Linked DNA regions of Pelodiscus sinensis: region 1 is linked to region 2. A link is a contact called in public Hi-C data. All regions are on one chromosome and are shown on one strand. The core of a region is the stretch at or near the end of the contact, and the rest is flanking DNA. Distances in the headings are between cores, read along the strand shown.

What was found. Hi-C and Micro-C count contacts between places; a contact is called where the count stands out from the background.
Region 1: a contact with region 2 is called in a Hi-C map of liver, with 4 times the contacts expected there. The contact joins the promoter of LOC102462230 here to the promoter of LOC142829305 in region 2. A contact is called at or near these places in 3 of 5 Hi-C or Micro-C datasets (blood and liver).

The regions. Positions count from the first base shown.
Region 1 is chr4:134,402,277-134,408,325 of ASM4963464v1, reverse strand. It overlaps LOC102462230 (serine protease 27-like), which reads right to left and starts at 4,103. Exons shown (of 7, transcript XM_075928754.1): 1 at 3,882-4,103; 2 at 3,226-3,252; 3 at 2,983-3,127; 4 at 2,579-2,850; 5 at 1,919-2,091; 6 at 1,558-1,721; 7 at 552-917. The coding sequence starts at 3,939. The coding sequence ends at 914.
Region 2 is chr4:134,176,893-134,182,253 of ASM4963464v1, reverse strand. It overlaps LOC142829305 (ecto-ADP-ribosyltransferase 5-like), which reads left to right and starts at 2,438. Exons shown (of 4, transcript XM_075928763.1): 1 at 2,438-2,506; 2 at 4,988-5,361. The coding sequence starts at 2,438.

The DNA of each region.
Region 1 (6,049 bases), core at 2,854-5,353, 220 kb before region 2:
CCAGCCCCCAGAATTCCCACCCTCCCCCTTTCCCTGGCCCTGGCTGGCGTCCCCGCCCCGATCGGCAGCGCCCACACGCCACTGTGACGGACCGGGCCATGTCTGGGCACAGCTAAGGGCGTCCGCTCAGGGCGAATTGCTCAAATCCGGGGCTCCTTACAGCCCCCGACTGGCGACCTCTCCACACAGGCCACGAACCAGTCTCACCGAGCGCTTCAGCTGCCTGCCTGAAGCCTCCCGAGCAAAACCCCTCCGACACCCCAGCAATATCCGTGCCCCAGATGGCCCCGGGCCTCATACACAGGTGGGGGGTCCTAGCACCCAATCCCACCTACCCCGAACAAGTTCTGTCCGGTTCCAAGAAACCAGCCACAGATCCCTGGTCAATTTACCCTCTGGACCTTACCACAAATCACGCTGGGCCAATCCTTTAGAATCTAAAACTAAAGGTTTATTAACACAAGAAAGAAAAGCATGAGAGTAAGGTTATTAAAGTACAGTACGTTACATGCACCGAATCTCCCAGTCCTCGATGCAGGCTCTAGCAGAGATGTTACAGCTGCTGGTTTAAAAGTCCTTATTGCACATCCTACGATCAGGATGGGTTCACAGGTCTTCCGGGCTCTTCAATCCCTGCAATGCTGCCTCTGGGATGAAGTGCTGAGCTGAGAACAAAATGGCATCGACCACATGGCCTCTTTATACTCCTTCCTGGCCTCTTCTAGTATGTAGCAGGTCACCTGGTCCTCAGCCTCTCTCTGCTGGCAGCCCTTGGGTCTCCGCCCTCCTGCTTTAGGTGTGTCTTTGGGCCATCAAGGGCCATTGTTCCACAGGGCTTCACTACTCAGCCTGTCCATAGCAATGCTCAACCATATTCACAGAAATATTCAGCTTCCACACGGATTACAGATTCCTACCTACACACACAGACATTATACACTCACATAAATAGCGTACATAAGATCAACAAACAATAATCTCCCATTCAATACCCCACATGGCTCCCCCCACACCAATTTCTGGGGCTAACACCCCCACTTAGGGGTGCAGCAGCGATCTGGCTGCTTCCCTCCAATTCAGCAACGTGACAGCCGCCATCCGCAGCTCACAGCGGGCGGCGGAGCCAGAGGAGGCGGGGCAGGGGGTGATGGGACTGGCCCGAGCAGGAGGCAGCGCCAGGCGTGGCTGGTTCGAGGCAGAGACACAGTTTGCAAAGCTGCTTTATTGGCCATTGTGGAGCAAGAGATTTAGGATCAAAGGGGCTACGGGGCCCTTCCCCCGTCGGCCTCCCAGGCACCCCCAAGGGTGCTACTGGGCTGCAGGGAGGGCTGGATGTAACCCCCCCCCGGCGCCCCTGCACTTCCATCCCCAGCTGTGTCCCACGGTCCCCAGCAACGCGGCCCCACCCGGTGCCGAGGGGGTACGGACACCCCGAGGGGGTTGGCCGGGCAGTGCTGGGGCAGATCCGTGCGGGCTCACAGGGCGGGGAGGAGCAGGGCGGTGAGGATCAGAGCGGCTGGAGAGGCGATGGCAGAGGGCCCCGCGCCGTTCACGTACCCCTGGATCCAGCTGTCGTAGGCCATCAGCCGGGTGAAGACCCCGGGGAACTCGGGATCAGAACAGAGCTCTCCTCTCACATTTCTGATCCTAAACCAGCTGACGGCTCCAGCCAGGTACCAGGTGTCGCCCTCTTCGCAGGCCAGAGGCCCCCCGGAGTCGCCCTGGGGAGAGAGAAAGGGGGTGAGGGGCCCAGGAATCCAAAGGCTGGAGGGGCAGAGAACACGGCCGGTGGGAGCACAGGAGCAGCGAGCTCGTCAGGGGGCCTGGCAGCGCCTGGCACAAGGGGTGGTGGTGGGGGCAGATGGCTGCCCGGCTGGGGGCTGCACTGGGGTCACACACAGAGGGGAGAGGCTCTCACATTGCAGAAGCCCTTGGGGCTGTCCGTGTACCCAGCGCAGAGCATGCTGCTTTTGATTCTCTCTGGGCCCAGCGGTGAGTTTGGATTCAGTGAGTTGTAACGATCATTGCAAGCCGCGGTGCTGATGATGGGAACCTCCAGTTGCTGCAGGGTCTTGGGTGTTGGGAGAGGCTCTGGAGAGAGAGAGCGGGGGTGCAGAGGGGTTACCCACCTACCTCTGGTCCCCCTGCACCAGCCTGCTAGGATCCCGAGGTGGCCTCTATGCCCGGGTGCAGCTTCCCATGCACCTGAAGCTTAAGCAATTTTAGCTTAACAAAGACAGGGCCAGGGCTGGGGCCAGCTGGATCCCCGTCTGCGCGCCCCTCCCTGGGGGCTGAGGGCGGAGGAGGGGCTGGCTGCAGGGACCCGGACGGACCCCCACCGGAACGCGGGTGCGTGTGTGACAGGGGGGCAGACCCACGTCAGCGCGATTTGCCAACGACCTGGCACAGCCTCCCTCCGGGCAACGTGCAGACCCAGAGGGGCCCGTCTCGGGCTGCGGTTCTGTCTCGGGCTGCGGTTCCATCTTCGGGAGGTCGGTGTCGGGGAGACGTTTTGCCAGCCCCCCACAACTCCCAGCCCCCCAGCCCCTAGCCCCTCTCTGGGCCCTCTGACACTTACTGCCCACTTCGACCCTTCCCCAACCGGTGACCCAGCAGGTCTTTCCCACGGGGAACTGGCGGGAGGCCCCCGGCAGCGCGATGGGTTGGATGAACTTTGTGAAGGTCACCGGCTTCTCCAGCCGCACCAGGGCGATGTCGGCCACGGAGCTTGTCTTATTGTAACTGGGCTGCAGGATGATCTGCTGCACCTCACGTGTGACCTGATGGGGTGAGGGGTTGGCGAGCTGGTGCGCCCCCAGCACCACACGATACTGGGAAGGGGACGCGGAGCTGGGGAGGAGAAAAGGGAGGAGGGGAGACAGTGTGAGGCTGGGATGCAGCCACCTCTGGGGCAGGGCAGCTGGGGAACAGCCACAAAGCAGGAGGCCAGGGACGAGTCATTCCCCAGGCTGAGTTACTCACGGATTGAAGCAGTGAGCGGCCGACACCACCCACTGGGCTGCGATGAGGGATCCCCCGCAGACGTGCTTGTCATCCTCTTGAACGCTGACCTGCCAGGGCCATTTGCCCTCCTGGACATCCTGCCCCCCGATGATACGGCTGAACACTGCACACAGGGGAGCCATGTTAGCACGGGACATGGTGCCCGTCTCCTCTCCCCACCCCATAACCAGGCCCAGGACCCAGAAGCTCGGGGCTCGTTACCTGGCTGGTCTTGACTCTCCACAGCACCTGTAGAGGAAACAGAAATGTTGGGGAGATGTTACAGAGCCAGGGTGTTCAGGGGCAGGAGCAATTTTAGGGTCTGAATTACGTTTGGAGGGTGGAAGGTGGGGAATATACAAAAGCCCCAACTGCTGTCCCACAGTGCTTCCCATAATCCCTATACCACAGCCCATGTTGTAGGTGGCTACCCCATGTCAGTAGGTTTCAGAGTGAACAGCAGCACGCGCTGAGCAAGTGCTGCTGCCAGCTCTCTTGGGATCAGCTGTGTTCTCTGCAGCGTTGGAGGGCAGGCGACTGGGGAGAAGAGCTGGGGCCATGGCTCCCGGGGCAGAGGGTGAGCCAGAGAGAGTGGAGGGGTCTTGTTGGGCTTTGATAGGGTGCCTGGGGGGTGGGATCAGGGTCCCCAAATCCACAGCAGGGCTGGGGCCTGGCACAGTCATTTCTGCCCCTCACTGCCCAGAATCTTGTTACTTCACGCCCCCCGAGAGTCCACCCCACATGGCCAGGCCTGGGAAAGAGCCCGAGCCGGTCCACTGGGGCAGGATCCCCCATCCCCGTCTATCCTCCCCCCAGGTTGCAGGAGAGTCTCCCTGACCCTGTTCCCTGGAGCTCTGCCCTGGGCCCGGGTCTCTCACCGTGCGCTGGGAACAGCAGCAGCAGCAGGGCCAGCTGGGAGCAGAGCCCCCCCATCATCCTGCCCCTCGGGGGCCTGTGTCGGGACGCCCAGCTCAGCCTCCGTCTAACGGCGCAAGTACCCCCGGGCGAGCAGGCAGCGGGCTAAAAACCCAGCAGGCCCCGCCCCGTCAGGGGGTTGGGGGTGATTCTGGCAGGACCGGATGCCGAGGAAGCCCCAGCAGCTCTGAGGCTCTGTTCCCTGGCTCAGGGCCAGCGGCAGCCGGTCACATCTCTGAACTCTCAGAAAGTGAGAGCAGAAGCTCATGGACCCAGCCTCCCCCCCGGTGAGATGTGTCCTTCAGAGCCCAGCTCCGCCCTGCATGGGATCGGTTTCCCTCTCCCCCCCACCCCCCGACGTGCCCCCAGGCCCTGGGAAAGGGACAGAGCCGGTTCCCTGGGCAGGACCATGTCAGGTTACTGGATTTTGAGGCTTGTGAGGCTTCAGGCAGGCTGCTGAAGCGCTCTGTGGGACTGGTGTGTGGCCTGTTTGGAGAGGTCACCAGTCGGGGGCTGTAAGGAGCCCCGGATTTGAGCAATTCGCCCTGAGAGGACACCCTCAGCTGTGCCCAGACACGGCCTGGTCTGTCACAGTGGTGTAGTCGGCAGGATCCACAGATCTTGGTCAACTGAGCTTTGGGATCAGGACCCCACGCTGTCTAAATTTGATTTTTAGTACTGAGAGTTTGGTTGGGTAAAGGGCAGCCGAAATGAGTCAGTGCCAGTATGAGAGCCTAAGTAGAGAGGCTCTGAAGGATTTGTGCTCAGGGAGAGGCATTGCCTTTAGGAAAAGGGCCTCTAAACTACATCTGGTAGTGTTGTTACTAACCAGAGATGTGGATGAAAAGGAGCAGAAGCGAGCCAAGGAAGCTGCTGAAAGAAGGCGGAAGGCAGATGAAGAAATTGCTAAGAGAAAGCAGGAGCTGGAATCAGAACCAGGGCAGGAAGAGCCCAGAAGTCAGGGGAATGTTTCTCTGGGGCAGTCTGGAGTGGCTGGCTGGGAGGAGTTGAGGAGTTGTTGGCTGGTGAGGTTTGTGGAATTGAACCTGCACAAGCTGAAATTGATTTGTGTGAAGCACAGTGTGTGCAAGCTGGCAATTTGGCTGGTGAAAGTAGCAGTGGGTCAGTAAAGGAAGCTGTTGCAGTGTCTAGCTCTATGCCTGAAATTAGCCAGGGGTGTTGGGACGAGGGAGAAACTGTCTCTGGTTGTCTGACTGTGTGTGGGGAAGAGTTTCTTCCTTTGTCTGTGGAAGGTGCCCCAGAGTCTGTGTTGGCTGAGAGCAGTGTTGTTGTCCCAGAGTTGGGTCTGGATACAGAGAAGGCCCAGAAAGGAGGTGGCGCTAAGTTTGTGTCTGCTGGGAAGGAGGATGCTGTGACTTGGGTAGATCCAGGCAGTGTCGTGCATGAACCCCAGAAATCAGACAGTGGGGACACTGATGTTGTGCCTGATGCTGCTGTGTTGCTGGAAGAGGGGCAGCAACTCTGTGGGACCAAGGTGACCCCTTAGCCCAGGCACAAGGAGAGAATGAGGGTGTGTTAACTCTGGTGCCTAATGATGGTGTGGAAGTTTACAGCCATCTGGAGAGATGCAAAGGGAGAGAAGGTGCCTCTGACCCTGTCTCTTGTGAGTCTGTCTATGTGCCTGAGAGGGGATTGTCTGTGAATCCACCGGAGGGGCCAGAGATAACTCAGGGAGTAAGGGAATTGCAGGAGGAGTTGGTTGTGGCTCAGCAGGGTAATGCTGCTGCAGAGCCAGAGAAGGGTGAACTGTTGCTTAAGGAAGCTCGTAGGGAAGTGAGTCCTGGCAGTGCTTGTAGCAAGCAGTTTGCAGTAACAGGGAGAGGTGACGATGCCTGGCTTGGAGAAGGCATTCAGGAGAAAGCTCTGCCTGTAAAAGGCAGCAGCTTGGTGTGTGAGGCACTTGTTGTAATGCCTGAGGGACAGAATTTTTTCATTAGCAGTGACTCCACTGACATGGATATAGACAAATCCAGTGGGGATGGTTATGGGGAAGTCTCAGAGGGACTGAGGGTTGTTCCAGATGAGGCAGGAACATCCAGAGAACTGGAGCAGGCTGCTAACCCAGTGACTGTGGGTGACCAGCTTGCTGGGAAGTCAGTGTGTGTGGGAC
Region 2 (5,361 bases), core at 1,189-3,688:
AAAGCTGAACTCAAGACAAGATGGAGAGTGGCACATGGCACTTATACACCTCTCCTGGCACCGCCCTGGCCAGAGCAGATCAGATGGTCTAATGACCTATCCTGTCCCATGCCCTGGCTGGTTTGCAGATAGCCAGACACGTTCCTAAGGTGCGTATTGGCACCTACAGATCTATTGTCCCTGCACAGTCAGTGGCTGAACACTCTTTGCCCATTGCTCTGCCTCAGACAGCGAATTTTCCAGCACCTACACAGAGTCTATATTCATAACGCCACACACAGACACCATACAAGTACATGACTAGCATATACAGGGTCCGTAAAACACAAGCTGTCATTCAACACCTCACATGGCCCCCTTTGTATAGACTTTGGGGGCCACCCCCCCCCCGCCCAATAGGTGCAGGATAATCTGTAAAGTTCAGTAATGTGACAGGCGCCCTGGGGAAAAGCAGCCCAGGAGGAAAGAGACGTCAGCTTCCTAGCTGGCTCCACCCGCTGCTGGGGCCACCCGAGCCGTCCGTGGACTCCCCGGCGGTGGGTTCCACCCGGCCCTGCACACAGCCGTGCCCGGTGGGCTGGGAAAGGCTGCAGGGCGGAGGGAGGGAGCAGATGCAGATCCGCATGTCATAGCAACCTGCTGCGTGTGGCACACTTGGTGCAACGCCGGTTGGAGGGGAGGGGCTGGAAGCGTTCCTGGCGTGAGACGGCTCCCTTGCTCAGAGAGGGGGGTGCAGGAGTTTAGCCGGTTAATCAAGAAGCTGATTCTTGTTGGTTTTTGTTACTGGTTAAACTCGCCCCCACCCTGCCCCCGGGGAGCTGACTGCTCTGTGCTGCAGGCTCTGCAAACCCCACACCTGGGGGCACCAGCTGCCCCCCCCCTGCTGCCTAGCACCCCAGGAGTGGGGCTGGTGACAAGGGGCATCTTGAGCACCTCTCCAGCCTCCACCATCCTTCCCCCTGCCCAGGGAAAACAATCAGCCCATGTCACCATTCGACTGGTAACGGTGACACGGCGGCTGGCCGTTTCTATTGTTGACATCCCCGCTCGGGACAGGGGCCCCCCCGCAAGGGGGCCAGACACGGAGACCTCTTTGAGGCCGGAGACAGTTAGAGGCTGCAGGGCTCCCATGTCCTCATGCAGCTCTGAGAGGGGTGTGGGATTGAGGGGGCTAGAGCGAGGGGGGCCGGGAGCCGGACTCCTGGGTTGTCCCCTGGCTCTGGGAAGGGGGGCCAATGCTCCGACAGCAGAGCCCATGGGGCCAGCAGCGGGGACCCCGTGGAGCTGGAGGCTGGGACGTCAGGCAGCAGCCGCACCCCACACATCCCACTTGGATGGCATGAACAGGGGGAAATCTGCCTGGCAAATGCCAGGCTGTGGGGCCTAGAGGTTCGTGGGGAGAGAATCTGGGAGCCAGGAGGGGACTAGGGTCTAGTGGGTTAGAGCCAGGGTTGGGGGAGACGGGGCTGGGAGCCAGGACTCCTGGGTTTTCTCCTCAGCTCTGGGAGGGGAGTGGGGTCTAGTGGTTAGAACAACGGGCTGGGAGCCAGGACTTTTGGCTTGCAACCCTGGCTCTGGGAGCCAGCGACACTGCATGGGGGACTGTTGCATCCAGGCAAGGGGTGCAAAATCTGGGGGGTACAGTAGCACCTCTGCAGCCCCACTTCCCGCCCCAATGGAGGAGAGCGGTTAGAGCAGGGGGGCACGCCTGGGACCACCTTGGAGGGGGCGCTGCCTCAAGACCTCACTCCTGCAAGCTCTGGCCTGCTGCTGATGGAGACACACACTTGGGCGAAGCGCGGAGAAGGGGAAAGGACACGAAGGGAAATCAGATAAAAACCACCCGTTAAACCCCAAGTTGCCACATGCCGGCGGTTCCGTAACGGCCACGTTTCTTGCCAGTTGTGAGATCTCGATAACACAGCGCCCCTCTCCCCTCCCCTCCCCTCCATCACCACCCGGGGGCTGCCATTAAAACCCCGCAGCCCAACGGGACCCGCGGGGAACAGACAGCGGGCGAGAGGTAAGAGATCCCCAGCCCAACCCCCGGGCAGCCCCAGATGTTCACAAACTGGGGGTCCGGTGCCCCAGACACCGGGGGGCCTGTAAAACCAATGCTGGGTGCAGCTTTTCCCTTGCCCCCAGCGTTCGCAAGCCCCCTCCGCAGCCCCGCAGCCTGGAAATGGGTTTTCCTTTGAGACGGAAATCGTGCCGGGCTCACCTGACTCCTGGAGCTGGGGCTTTAGGAATAAAATGAGACCCTGCCGAAAGTCCTGGGAGCCAGCCAGACTGTATCCCTCCCATAGGGCCCCATTACCCACCCCCACCGGCCAACCCATTCCCTGCCATGGGGCCGGACAGCTAGTCTGACATCTGGTCACTCCAGTTTCTTTCAGCTGATCCCCCTCGGTGAGTTATTCGGGGGTCGGACGCCAGGATGTCCCCCAAGAAAGCCGCCCTCCTGCTTCTCGCTGCAGTTTGGCTGCTGCCCTCCGGGGACTCAGCGGTAAGTGGCTTCGATACAGTATCCCTGCCCCACCCCAGAGGTGGCTGCATCTCAGCGCTAGGTGAGCCGCCTCCCTGCAGCACCGCTGTGCAGCTGTTCCCTAGCAGCCCTGCCCGGGGAAGGGGGCACATCCCACACATCCCACTCGGGTGGCATGAACAGGGGGAAATCTGCATGGAAAATGCCAGGCTGTGGGGCCTAGTGGTTAGTGGGGAGAGACTCCGGGAGCCAGGAGGGGACTAGGGTCTAGTGGGTTAGAGCCGGGATCGGGGGGGCTGGGAGCCAGGACTCCTGGGTTTTCTCCTCGTCTCTGGGAGGGGAGGTGGGTTTAGTGGTTAGACAAGGGGCTGGGAGCCAGGATTTTTGGGATGCATCCCTGGCTCTGGGAGGGGAGTGGGGTCTAGTGGTTAGAGTCAGAAGGAAAGGGGGGGAGGGCGAGCCAGGAGACCTCTGACCAGCAGCAGCAGGAGGTGCAGCGGATCCTCAGACTAGCTGAGATCAGGGGGTTTTCCGGCTCTCCAAGTGCAAACAGAGGGGGAGGCCAGTGGGGGAAGGGGGCCTGGCTAGAAGGGGACTAGCCAGAATGGGGGGCCCAGGAGCAGCTGGGGGGGGCAGCTGGACCGAGGAACATGCTGGGCGGGGCGCAGGCCGGAGCTACACTTAGCAGGTAGATCTCAGCCGGGCACCATTGCTCTGGGGGGTGCAGGCGTCACGCCCTGAGCCCTGCCCCCCACCCGACCCCACCTCCCCTGCCAGGCGCCCTGCCCAGAGACGAGCTGGGGGCCACGAACCCCCTTTCTCAGGCTCCCGCCAAGGCCCGGCCCTGAGGGCCCAGAACTCACTGGGGAGGAGCTGGCTTAGGGGGGCCCAGGCAGGCAGAAGGGGGTCGGAAATGGGGGTGAGAGGGCAGAAGAGCCCAGAGCCCCCTGCAGAGCCCAGCACCCCACGTTCGGAGGACTCGGCGGCTCTGAGTGACGGGGTCAAATGGCCCCGGCTCAGCGTGCGCCAGGACACAGGCTGGGAGAGGGAGTGACCTGCCTCAGGAACGGGCCAGGAGTCCGGCGCTAACCACTAGATCCCACTGCCCTCCCACAGCTGGAGGGGGAACCCAGGAGTCCTGGCTCCCAGACCTCCTCCTGCTCTACCCACTAGACCCCACTCCTCTCCCAGAGCTGGAGGGAGACCCCAAGAGCCCTGGCTCCCAGGCCCCCCGCTCTCTACCCTCTAGACCCGTGGTCCCCAACACGGTGCCCGCGGGGGCATTTCTCTGCACCCGCCAAGTGCTCAGGGCTCGCCTGGCCCCGGGCGCGTGGTGCACAGTGAGCGCCGGCCCCGGGGGCGCCGCGGATTCACCCCCCGCGGCGCATGGGGGGGAGAGAGCGCCGGGCGCGCGGCGCTTGGGGGAGGGGAGGGGAGAGAGCGCCAGCGCCGGCCCCGAGCGCGCAGCACTTGAGGGGAGAGCGCCGGCCCCCGGAATGCGGCTATGGGGGGCCCCGCCCCCGGCTATGGGGGGGCCCTGTCCCCGCCACCGGGCGCCTGGCGGGCGAACAGCCACGCCCCCTGGCGCCCGGCAACCCCAAAAGGTTGGGGACCACTGCTCTAGACCCCACTGCCCTCCCACAGCTGGAGAGAGACCCCAAGAGTCCTGGCTCCCAGACCCCCCCCTGCTCTACCCACTAGACCCCACTGCCCTCCCACAGCTGGAGAGAGACCCCAAGAGTCCTGGCTCCCAGACCCCCCCTGCTCTACCCACTAGACCCCACTGCCCTCCCACAGCTGGAGAGAGACCTCAAGAGTCCTGGCTCCCAGACCCCCCCTGCTCTACCCACTAGACCCCACTGCCCTCCCACAGCTGGAGAGAGACCCCAAGAGTCCTGGCTCCCAGACCCCCCCTGCTCTACCCACTAGACCCCACTGCCCTCTCACAGCTGGAGAGAGACCTCAAGAGTCCTGGCTCCCAGACCCCCCCTGCTCTACCCACTAGACCCCACTGCCCTCCCACAGCTGGAGAGAGACCCCAAGAGTCCTGGCTCCCAGACCCCCCCTGCTCTACCCACTAGACCCCACTGCCCTCCCACAGCTGGAGAGAGACCCCAAGAGCCCTGGCTCCCAGGCGCCCCGCTCTCTACCCTCTAGACCCCACTGCCCTCCCACAGTTGGAGAGAGACCCCAAGAGTCCTGGCTCCCAGGCCCCCCGCTCTCTACCCTCTAGACCCCACTGCCCTCCCACAGCTGGAGAGAGACCCCAAGAGCCCTGGCTCCCAGGCCCCCCGCTCTCTACCCTCTAGACCCCACTGCCCTCCCACAGCTGGAGAGAGACCCCAAGAGTCCTGGCTCCCAGACCCCCCCTGCTCTACCCACTAGACCCCACTGCCCTCTCACAGCTGGAGAGAGACCCCAAGAGCCCTGGCTCCCCCACGCTCTCCCCGGCCTGAGTAGCTCTCCCTTCATCCCGTCTGAGCGTGAGCCCATGTCTGCTAGGCCCGCCCCTGTGCACCCTGCGTGGGCGAAGGCGGCCCCCAACTCGACATGGCCGCCTGGTCGGTGGACGACACGTACCGCGGCTGCGTGCCCGCCATGGAGCACAGACTCGCGGCCCTGCTGCGCCTGGAGCTGGCGAGCAACAAGAACTTGCGGGAGGCGTGGGCCAAGGCCAAGGAGGAGTGGATGAGGCTGAAGAAGATCCCCGTCTTCACCCCGAACATGCAGTCCTTGTGCAGCGTGGCCGTGTGGGCCTACACCCTGGAGAACCCGCCTCTCTACCGGGAGTTTAACAACGCCACCCGGCTGGGCTGGGTGGATGGGTCCCGCTCCTACGCCCGCTACCCCTTCAAGGCCCTGCACTTCCTGCTGAG